Regions from separate parts of the Oryzias latipes genome. Here region 1 is linked to region 2. A link is a contact called in public Hi-C data. All regions are on one chromosome and are shown on one strand. The core of a region is the stretch at or near the end of the contact, and the rest is flanking DNA. Distances in the headings are between cores, read along the strand shown.

Evidence for each region. A called contact is a pair of places that touch in the nucleus more often than the background predicts.
Region 1: a contact with region 2 is called in a Hi-C map of fibroblasts, with 4 times the contacts expected there. The contact joins the enhancer-like site here to the promoter of cdkn1b in region 2. A contact is called at or near these places in 2 of 5 Hi-C or Micro-C datasets (embryo and fibroblasts).

Annotation. Positions count from the first base shown.
Region 1 is chr6:11,621,944-11,626,676 of ASM223467v1, reverse strand. All of the region lies in intron 3 of LOC101166715 (potassium voltage-gated channel subfamily KQT member 1-like), which reads left to right. Among protein-coding and RNA genes, the nearest start is that of LOC101166715, 30 kb to the left of the region's middle. Within about 2 kb of position 3,231, at least 5 of the 8 cell types and tissues checked have an H3K27ac peak or open chromatin away from gene starts, as enhancers often do.
Region 2 is chr6:11,435,808-11,440,114 of ASM223467v1, reverse strand. It overlaps cdkn1b (cyclin-dependent kinase inhibitor 1B), which reads right to left and starts at 2,498. Exons shown (of 3, transcript XM_011476548.3): 1 at 1,751-2,498; 2 at 1,420-1,548; 3 at 1-629. The coding sequence starts at 2,177. The coding sequence ends at 1,433. yars2 (tyrosine--tRNA ligase, mitochondrial) reads right to left here. Exons shown (of 5, transcript XM_004069887.3): 5 at 2,828-3,815. The coding sequence ends at 3,656.

The DNA of each region.
Region 1 (4,733 bases), core at 1,982-4,481, 190 kb before region 2:
TATCATAGATTCCTTTTCTGAGTTGTCGACAGGACTATCGGCGCAGAGTAAACCTGCCCCTTACCCATCATCCCTCTGTTTTAATACTCTCCCACTATAGCTTACAGTCTGTCACACCCCCAACCTCACATTACTGGTCATTACAACAAAAATGGCGAGCAATATTGGAGCTACCCAGCCATACAGTTTTGAGCAAGATGCCAGCTCAGATGAATCTTTTTGTCTGCAAGTTAATGCATTGACATGGAGTGGAGCACAGAGCTTTTGGCTTGCTGATTGTATTTTGTATGTATTGACTACGAGCTTTTTCAAACGGGATTTTTTCGTCTGCTTCTGATTTTCAACACTTTAAATAAGGAAATACTCAGGAACCCAGTTTTAGTCTGAATTGTTTTATATATGTCCCCCATCATGAGAAAAATGCTACAAATAAGAGGCGGGTTTCTGATGAACAATATTCGTTCAGCAGAAACTATGTCCTAGAAAATGACAGGTTTTTTATTCTGTCTAAAAATTGAATAATCAAAATTAAAAGGCCACAGGGAATGCTTTTCCACAGATCAAAAGATGAACAGAATGGGACTTGAATGTATTAGAAATATAATACAAAAATTAAAAGCAACATATATTGCTTCTGTGTCAAGTTGGAGAGATTTTTTGGTTAAAACTGCAAAGGAAAAAAGTCTAATAGGATTTATCATTTTGCTTCTAAGGGCTCATAAAAACCTTTTTGTTTTGTTTTTCACTTTTCATCCCAGAACTATTTGGTTATAATCTTAAAACGTTTTATTCACACAGGCTTTCCTAATAGCATAACATCTAAGGCTCACAAGAAGCAAAAGCAAAGGCAGAGACAAAACATCACTAACAAGACTTTATCTGTGATGCTGTATTTTTATTGTCTGATTAAGTGGATTTAAAAAAATCTAAATATTAAAAGTAAAGCTATGACATACTTAGAAGAGGTTGTGAAAGGACTTTAAAAGCAGAACACCAAAGCAAGGCACAAAATAAAAATCAATTTTAGGTCATCTGGAAGCAATTATTACTGAGCTCTAATCAGATTTCTTAAAGCCTAATTCATAATTCAAAAAGGGAGGAGAAAATAGAGTCCAAGTCAATTTCAATTCAGATCCATTTCATTGATATACCCAATATTACAACAAGAGTTACCTCAATGGGCTTCAAGGTGTGTTCAAAGTCACACCTGGTTTTGTTAATTTTCTGGTTCATTTGTCTTTTAATGTCGCGGGTAAAAAGTGACCCATTACCAAGTTGGTTGTAGAACAAAAACCTTAATCTATCCTTTTCAAACTTGAATGTTTATTTCCTGCTACTTTGTGTTTGTTTGTGTTTGCGTGTGGGCTGTACACCTCGAGGATACTAGGATTGTCTCATGGGTCATTTTTAACCTGTAGATCAGAAAACAAATAAAATCACAAGAAAAAAGTTTCAAAAGGCCACACACAAACTTTCTCTATTACACACTCACAACTACACACATTCCTTCAAACACCTACACACCTGCACATACCTACACGCACACACTTCCTAAAGAAATATAATAGAATAAACTGTTGACTAATAATTTGAGCTTGTTGGCAGTTTTTTCATTTCAGTATAATGAATTAATATAATTTATATTAAATGTAATAATTTATATCACATTCACATAATGCCAAATATAAACCTTTACTGTGTAAAAAAGAACCGACAGTCGGCGTGTTTAAAAAAGTGTGATAGTGTTCACTGGTGATTGTCTTTTTATATTGTGCAACAAAAAGTATGTTACAAAAAAATGAAATTGAGACAGATTTTTTGCACATCACATATTTGAGTTGAAGTTCAGTGAAGCTGCTTTATTTTGGGGCTGTGGTACAGTGGGTAATTTTTTGGCCTTAACACAAAGAGGAGTAAACAGAATGTTAAGATGGCATAAAGGTTAAGTGGCTCTGATTAGGAGAAATATGTAGATGTTCACTGCAATGGTCTCTTCTGTCCACATGATGGAGATATAAGCCATTTTAAAGCTTAGTCCAAAGTGCACAACTTTAAAAAAAAAAAAAAAGCAAAAAAAAACTACTACTAACTACTAGCACCTCAGCACATGCACACATCTAGCTGTGCCAGTTCTCCTGACCTTTCCTATTTATACACCTCAATGGGACGTATTTGGCGCCACACTGAGACTTTTTGCCGATACTTGCTGTTTGATAGACTTTTTCTGCCTTAAAAAAGCTGTTGGAGCTCCTAAGTGATGCAATAAATCGAAGGCTTGCAACAGATAGAAAATTATGGCTGCCAGTTGGCAACACAATAAAGGTATTGCATCATCTGTCTCTTGCCAACACCGGGAATATAAACACACACTCCAGCATTCTTGCACACAGTGTACATATGCATGTGCGCTGTGGCCGCACAGACGCGGTCACAAACACACCCACATGTACCGCCTGCTGAGCGCTGTGACAGCCAGAGGACAGAGTGGACACAGTGTTCTGTAAACTGCTGGCCAGTGATCTTTGAAGACCTCCTATTACAGTTATCTGATTAGTTTCAGTTGGAGCTCAGCAATGTTACCCTCATCTGCTGATTCCCCCTTCGTGCATGGCTTAGTAAGTAAAGAAAAAAACAAATACAAACATAGAAACGTATCATCGTATTTTTCATTTTTATTGCTGCAACGCAAACACACGAGTGCCGGTTTGTTTGAGGAGGTGGAGCTCTGTGCACAGCGCCGTCCGGATGGTGGCATCACTCCTACTCGTAACTATACTTAGAAAGAAAGTGCAAGGTCAGAGAACATTAGTGAACCGCGAGCTGCTTGTTCTGATAGGCCGAACGGACATGAGTCCTTGAGGATATTTGGCCTTCAGGGCAGCTGCCAAAGCAAAGCAAGCTGTGCTGGACAGGAGGCACGGCGGCATGCAAGCAAACACACTCCTAAAAATGTGCACGCCAACATTTTGCGAATGCCTTGCTACTTCCGTGTGCACCTCTTTTGAATATACCCATTTGTGATATGATTAATGATGTGTGACTCTGTATTTCATAATTCTTTTTAAGTAAGTCAGTCAACAAATACACTACACTTTCTTCTTGTTTTGTTTTTTTGCTTTAAGTCCCACTCCCATCATCCGTTCTTTGATTTTTTTATGATTATACCGTTTATAGCAAAAAACCTGCAGAGTGGCAGGAGTTCATTAGAAATTCGCCTTTGAATTGTGGGGGGGAACTGTCAGGTGGGGAGGGGCTGGTGAGCGTGAAGGACCCAAAATGCAGAGACGGAAGGCACACAGTTCCAGGGCAAGGGCTTTATTCTTAACCAAAGGCGGTGCAGAGCAGGGTAACAGAACCAAAACTAACTGTGGGCTTACTGTGGGAAGACGGCCATGGAAGAGACGTTAATGGACCAGCCCCAAGAGGAAGACTTAAATACAAACAGCACTGACAAGACACAGGAGAACAAGATCAGGAGAGATTGGGACTAAGGAAGTAAAACTTAAAAGCATGACCAAACAGGAAACCTTTCAAAATAAAACAGGAAACAGAACTCAAACATGACAGAACAAGGTAGAAAGGAAAAACCAATACAAAGAGACCCAAACCATGACAGGAACTGTTGGCGGAGAGTAAGCCTGCCCCCACTTCCCATTGGTTTACAATCTCTCCTTCTAGCTTACAGCCTCTCACAACCACAACCTAACATCTGTTCAACAAAAGTGGCGGTAATATTGGAGCTGTCGAGCCGTAGAGTTTTTAGCCAGCTCACACAAGGAAAACAAAGATGAAATGCAATCTTCAGTTTAATTTTCCTTGTGTCTTCCATCGTCACAAAAATACTACAAGAACAAACAAAAAACAACATAATTTTCATCAGATTGGGTCTTAACCCAAATAGGGCCTAATATTCCAGATTCATTCTTTTTTATTTACATCAGATGCTCTAACACACCCCAGCAGGAAGATGTCACTATTTAGTTATTCTTTGCAGACTCTAAACACAAGTAATATTGTCCATTTGTACATAACATTTTATAAAGTGTATTTAAAGGATTCTGAAGGAAGGAACAATGTGAGTGTTGTTGGAGCAATTACCTAAATAGAAAGTCTTATTTTTCTTATTTTCAAATACATGGAAGAATAAATATGATGACAGTAACTCTCAAAAACTGTTTAGTTTCCTCTTCTTTTTTACCTTGAAGTGGTATATACCACACAAAATGAACACCAACAACAGTTTCTTCAGGCCCTCTCACCCTCCGCGGGTGGTTTCTCCTCCAAGCTCGGGTTCTCTACCAGAGGCCTGGGAGCTTGAGGGTCCTGCAGTATCTTAGCTGTTCCTAGCACTGCGCTTTTCTGGACTGAGAGGTCTGAGGTCTTTCCAGGTATCTGTTGTAGCCACTCCTCCAGCTTGGGGGTTACTGCCCCGAGTGCTCCAATTACCACAGGCACCACTGTCACCTTCACTTTCCAGGCTTTCTCCAGTTCTTCTCTGAGTCCCTGGTATTTCTCCACTACAATGTCTGGTTGGTTCTCCATTACCATCCTATCAGTCTGGATCTGGACGTCCCACACCATCTTTGCCCTCTCATTCTCTACCACCTTCGGAGGTGTTTCCCATTTTGACCTTGGGGTTTCCAGTTCCTATTCTGCACACATGTTCCTGTATATTATTCCAGCCACTTGATTGTGGCGCTCCATGTATGCTTTCCCTGCCAGCATCTTACACC
Region 2 (4,307 bases), core at 1,249-3,748:
CTGTTGAGTTAGGAAGATGACGGCATAAAGGCACACTGTTGAGAAACTAAAACCATGATTTTCTTTCTTTTTTTTTAAATGTAGCATTTATGGACTGGGTCAACACCACAGTGCCTTTCAAAAATATTAATAATAATAATAAAATGCAAACAGAACAGCATTTTGGAAACATGTTTCAAACCGAACACTTCAAGTCAAATCAAAATTCACACCTCTTTTACACAAAGGATTAAAAAAAAAAAAAAATCAATGTTTTTATGTGCTACATAGAAAACATATATATTTATTTATTAAATTATTTACACACAGGTAGTTAAAAAAAGAAAAAAATCAAACCTAATTGCACGCTGCTACATGGACTGCTGTTAGAGGCAGTAACATTTCAATGAGTGCCACAAACTTTAGTGTTTCTCTTCAGTGCTTCAACAGCGTCCTCCCCCGTCCTCAGGAGAGCTGATATGTTTCTGATGCTGTGTAGATCCTCGTCCAAAAAAAGGAAAGAATAATTAAAAAAAAAAAAAAAAGATCAACGCAGTCTTAAAAACAAAAAAACAAAAAAAAACACATGCACGCATACGCAAACACACTCGTACAGAGAAAAAAAAACTGGGAGGGGCACATCTTGAGCTCTGTTGGAGATCAGAACAAAAGACAAAAACAAAGAGGTTGAAAGGTTAGTACTTTTTTTTCTTTTAGGAGATGCAACTACTACTGCTAAAGTATTGACAGTGTTCTGAGGTATGACTGAAAAAAAAGAAGAAACTAGTCATTTCCAAAAACAAAACAAAACTATCAACTCAAATAAAGCTCGGCTGCATACCATTTACAAAAACGTGCAATTTTTTCAGTTCTGTTAACTTTTATTTTTACTAAGAAGAGACGAAAATGAACATGGGATTTTTTTTTACTTAAAGATAAATCGAAGTCAAAGTTCCGCTAATTTAACCTTGACTTTTTTTGCCACAACCTTTAAAGGTTCACACCTGACAGCTTAGAGCAGGTTTCTGTGCTCCTTCTCTCTTGTGGGTCATAGTAGACCTGCAGAACTCTCGTACTCTCCTCTGCAGCAGGGAGTGTACATGTCTGCGTGTGTTTCTGCGCGCGCGCGCTCAGAGACCTGCCCCTTCCCGTCCGCGCGGAGGCCACTGGCTGCTGACGTGTTACTACTACACTGTTGTTCAGCTTGTTGTTTACAGTTCAGCAGACGAACATCGGCCGCAAGGAGGAAAAAACTTTTTTTTTTAAAAATTCTTTATTGGCGTGTCATATAAATCCTCTTGGTTTAATAAACAGACTTCACTTTTTTGCGCTAGAATGCGTCAATACAAATAAAAAAAAAAATGATGTAAAATTTAATATCTTTTTTTTTTTTTAAATTCGAGGTTAACAGTTTTTTTTAAATTGAAGTGGTTCGCTCACCGTGTCGCCGTGCTCACGTTGGTCTCTTGGGGCTGGTCTTTCTGGGTGTGTGTTCTGCAGACTGGCTCAGGCTCGGACAGCTAACCTCCTCCGGGCTGGTGTGAGACTTCTTACTTGGGGCCGAAGGGTCTGCAAAAATAAATAAATGAGTAAAATAAACTATATATTACAGAGAGAAAAAAATGGTCGGGGTGCTCAATGTTCTCTGGGATTTTACGGCAGTTTCCCCCGCTTTACGACCCCCTCATCCCGCATACCAGTACCGCGAGCACAAAGCTGCCGCCCGGCGATCTGTTACACAGCAACGGGTCGTTTGATGCTAATGTCATACCGTGACACGCAGGTCTCTTCCTCAGCCCGCCGCACTGCTCCGTGCACTCCATCTGAGCGTCAGAGCGGCTGGGAACTGTCCCGACACAGTCATGATTCCCGTTTAGATCCACATTGTTATTCCCGGGGCAAACGCCTCGTTCTCGCCGCGGCAGGCGGGTGTAGAAACTCGGCAGGTCTCTGGCGTTCACCAGCTCCCACTCCAGCCTGCTGTTGGGCAGCGGTGTGTCAGTCGCGAAGTCGAAGCCCCACTTGGCGGAGGCAGCCTCTTCAAACTCCCGCAAATGTACATTTAAATCCCTCTTTAACTCTTCGTGGTCCACCGAGCCGAAGAGGCTCCTGCAGGCTGACGGCTTCGGGTGTTCCGACACCCGGGGCTCCGTCCTCTCCAAAGTCGGGCTCCCGCTCGAAAGTCGAACGTTAGACATGGTTAAGCCCCCCGGAAAAAAGGTAAAAATTTCAAGCAGCCGGGAGCGTCCAGTTTTCAGGCGAAAAACACACCTCAAGAAGAAAAAAGAAAAGAAAAAAAAGGTATGTCCTCCTAGTCACGGGGAAAGATCCAAAACAGGCGTGAAACGACCATGCGCACGTCGAGCTGGAGGCAAACACGGCTGCGATTTCCTGAGCCGAAGACGGCTTACGCCAATCATCCAAACGACGGGAGAACGAACCAAAGCTCGCTGTCAACGTCGCTCCGTACAGCGGGAAGCGGAGGCGAACCTCTCGGTACCCAATATGGCGATTGAGACATGTAGTGGGGATTGAGAGGGGAGGTTGACTTTGGAGGGAGGGGGAGGAGGGTTACACATGATTGACATACGGAGCCATTTAAAACCCAAGAAGCGCACTCATTGGATGGAGCTCTTTAGACCCGCCCACTTTATTTAAGGTAGACCGAATAATTGCATAAGGCATGCTGTTCTAAACATATTACTTACCTTTTTTATTTTTTTTACAAAGTAAATAAGTTCACACATTTGATGTAACTTAATGTACAAGTTTCAAAAAGTAAAATGGATTAAACATTTTAAGACATCTAAATTTGAAGAAAAAAATTGGATTGCAACCATACAAATAGTGCCAATATGTTCTAAAACACACATATTCAGTATTTATTTTAAACATTTTGGATGTACAGTAAAATTAATAAATACAATTAAAATGGAGTAAAATCCAAAACAAAACTGAAATTGTTGCATCATATTCTTTCAATGGACACTAATAAATGAACCTGTGGTCCTAAATGGAGATAAAGTCCAGTAAGAGGACCCCAAACTGAGCTGATTTAGTAAAAGCCTAATAAACATTTTAATTCTAAAAAATTTTCTTACCGTAACAAAATCTGTACATATATCGGAATTATTGACTGAAAATATTTATATATGAAGTAATAACATATAAAGATGAAAATAAATTTCTGCTATCCTAAAGTCAACTGTTTTTTTCCAGATTTATCATAAAGCTTCTTAGTTTTTACTTTTTATTCACATGCAAAAAAAAATAAACACCCCTAAATGAGAATAGAGGGCAGCTTGATGCTTAAATTGAAAGTGGCGCAGTCGTCTTTAAATAGAACCAAAAGCCTTTTGACAGAAATGATGCAATCTAATTTAGCTGTGAGCAATTATTTACTCAAAGGGTCAGAGCAGGATAGGAGGTGCAGCAGTGTTCACTCAACCACTGTCAAGCCAACAGCGCCCCCTAGAGCTTCATCTAACACACAACTCTGGAAGCACAAATCTTTTAATACCTTTAAATACTAAAGTTGTCTGTACGATTACATTTTTAACAAAGGCCACATGGACTTACAGAGTCACCATTATGAGTCCGCTACAGTCTGCTTTAGTCGCCTACCTTGCCTGTAAGTCCTTTACGGCGTACAGGCACTGCGGTGGGCGGTGCAGCCTCAAAGACCGAGCCACTTGATGATGTAGTAGTTCCTCTTGCCCACTCTGAGCAGAGTGAGTCCGTTGGACAGGACGTGGAGTTTGGGGACGAGAACCTGCTCCGGTTTGTCCGCCCGTGTGTGGTTGATCCACACGGCTCCGTCTGAAACCATCTGGTACCTGCAAGCGAACACGACGGCTCAGTCAGGATCCAAATCCCATTCATTTCAAGTGTTTTCAACCAAACCCAAAGCAGCAGGATAGAAATCTTTGTGTATTTCAACATTTAGTGGATTTGATTCCTCCGACAACATCTAGGGGAAAAAAAGGTTTGGTGGAAATGTGTGAACACAAATCTTTGCACAAACGCTGGTGTTTGTATGTAAAGAAAAAAATAATAATAAAAAGCAACTTTTTGAGACTTTCATGGTAAAGCAAATGGAAAAGTCCACAGAACAAGTTTAGCATAAACATGAATATACATATGTGCACCAAACCAATGTGATTGTTTTTGTCCCCATTTGGTAACAGATTTAATGCTTTGATCGAGTGGGAATCCAGTAGTTGGGCTACAACACATTACAGGCAATTGACTCAAGAGCTATAAAGCCAATAAAAGAGGGACACTGCTGAATTTTAAAGCTATTTTTTTATGTTACGTGTGTTTATTAC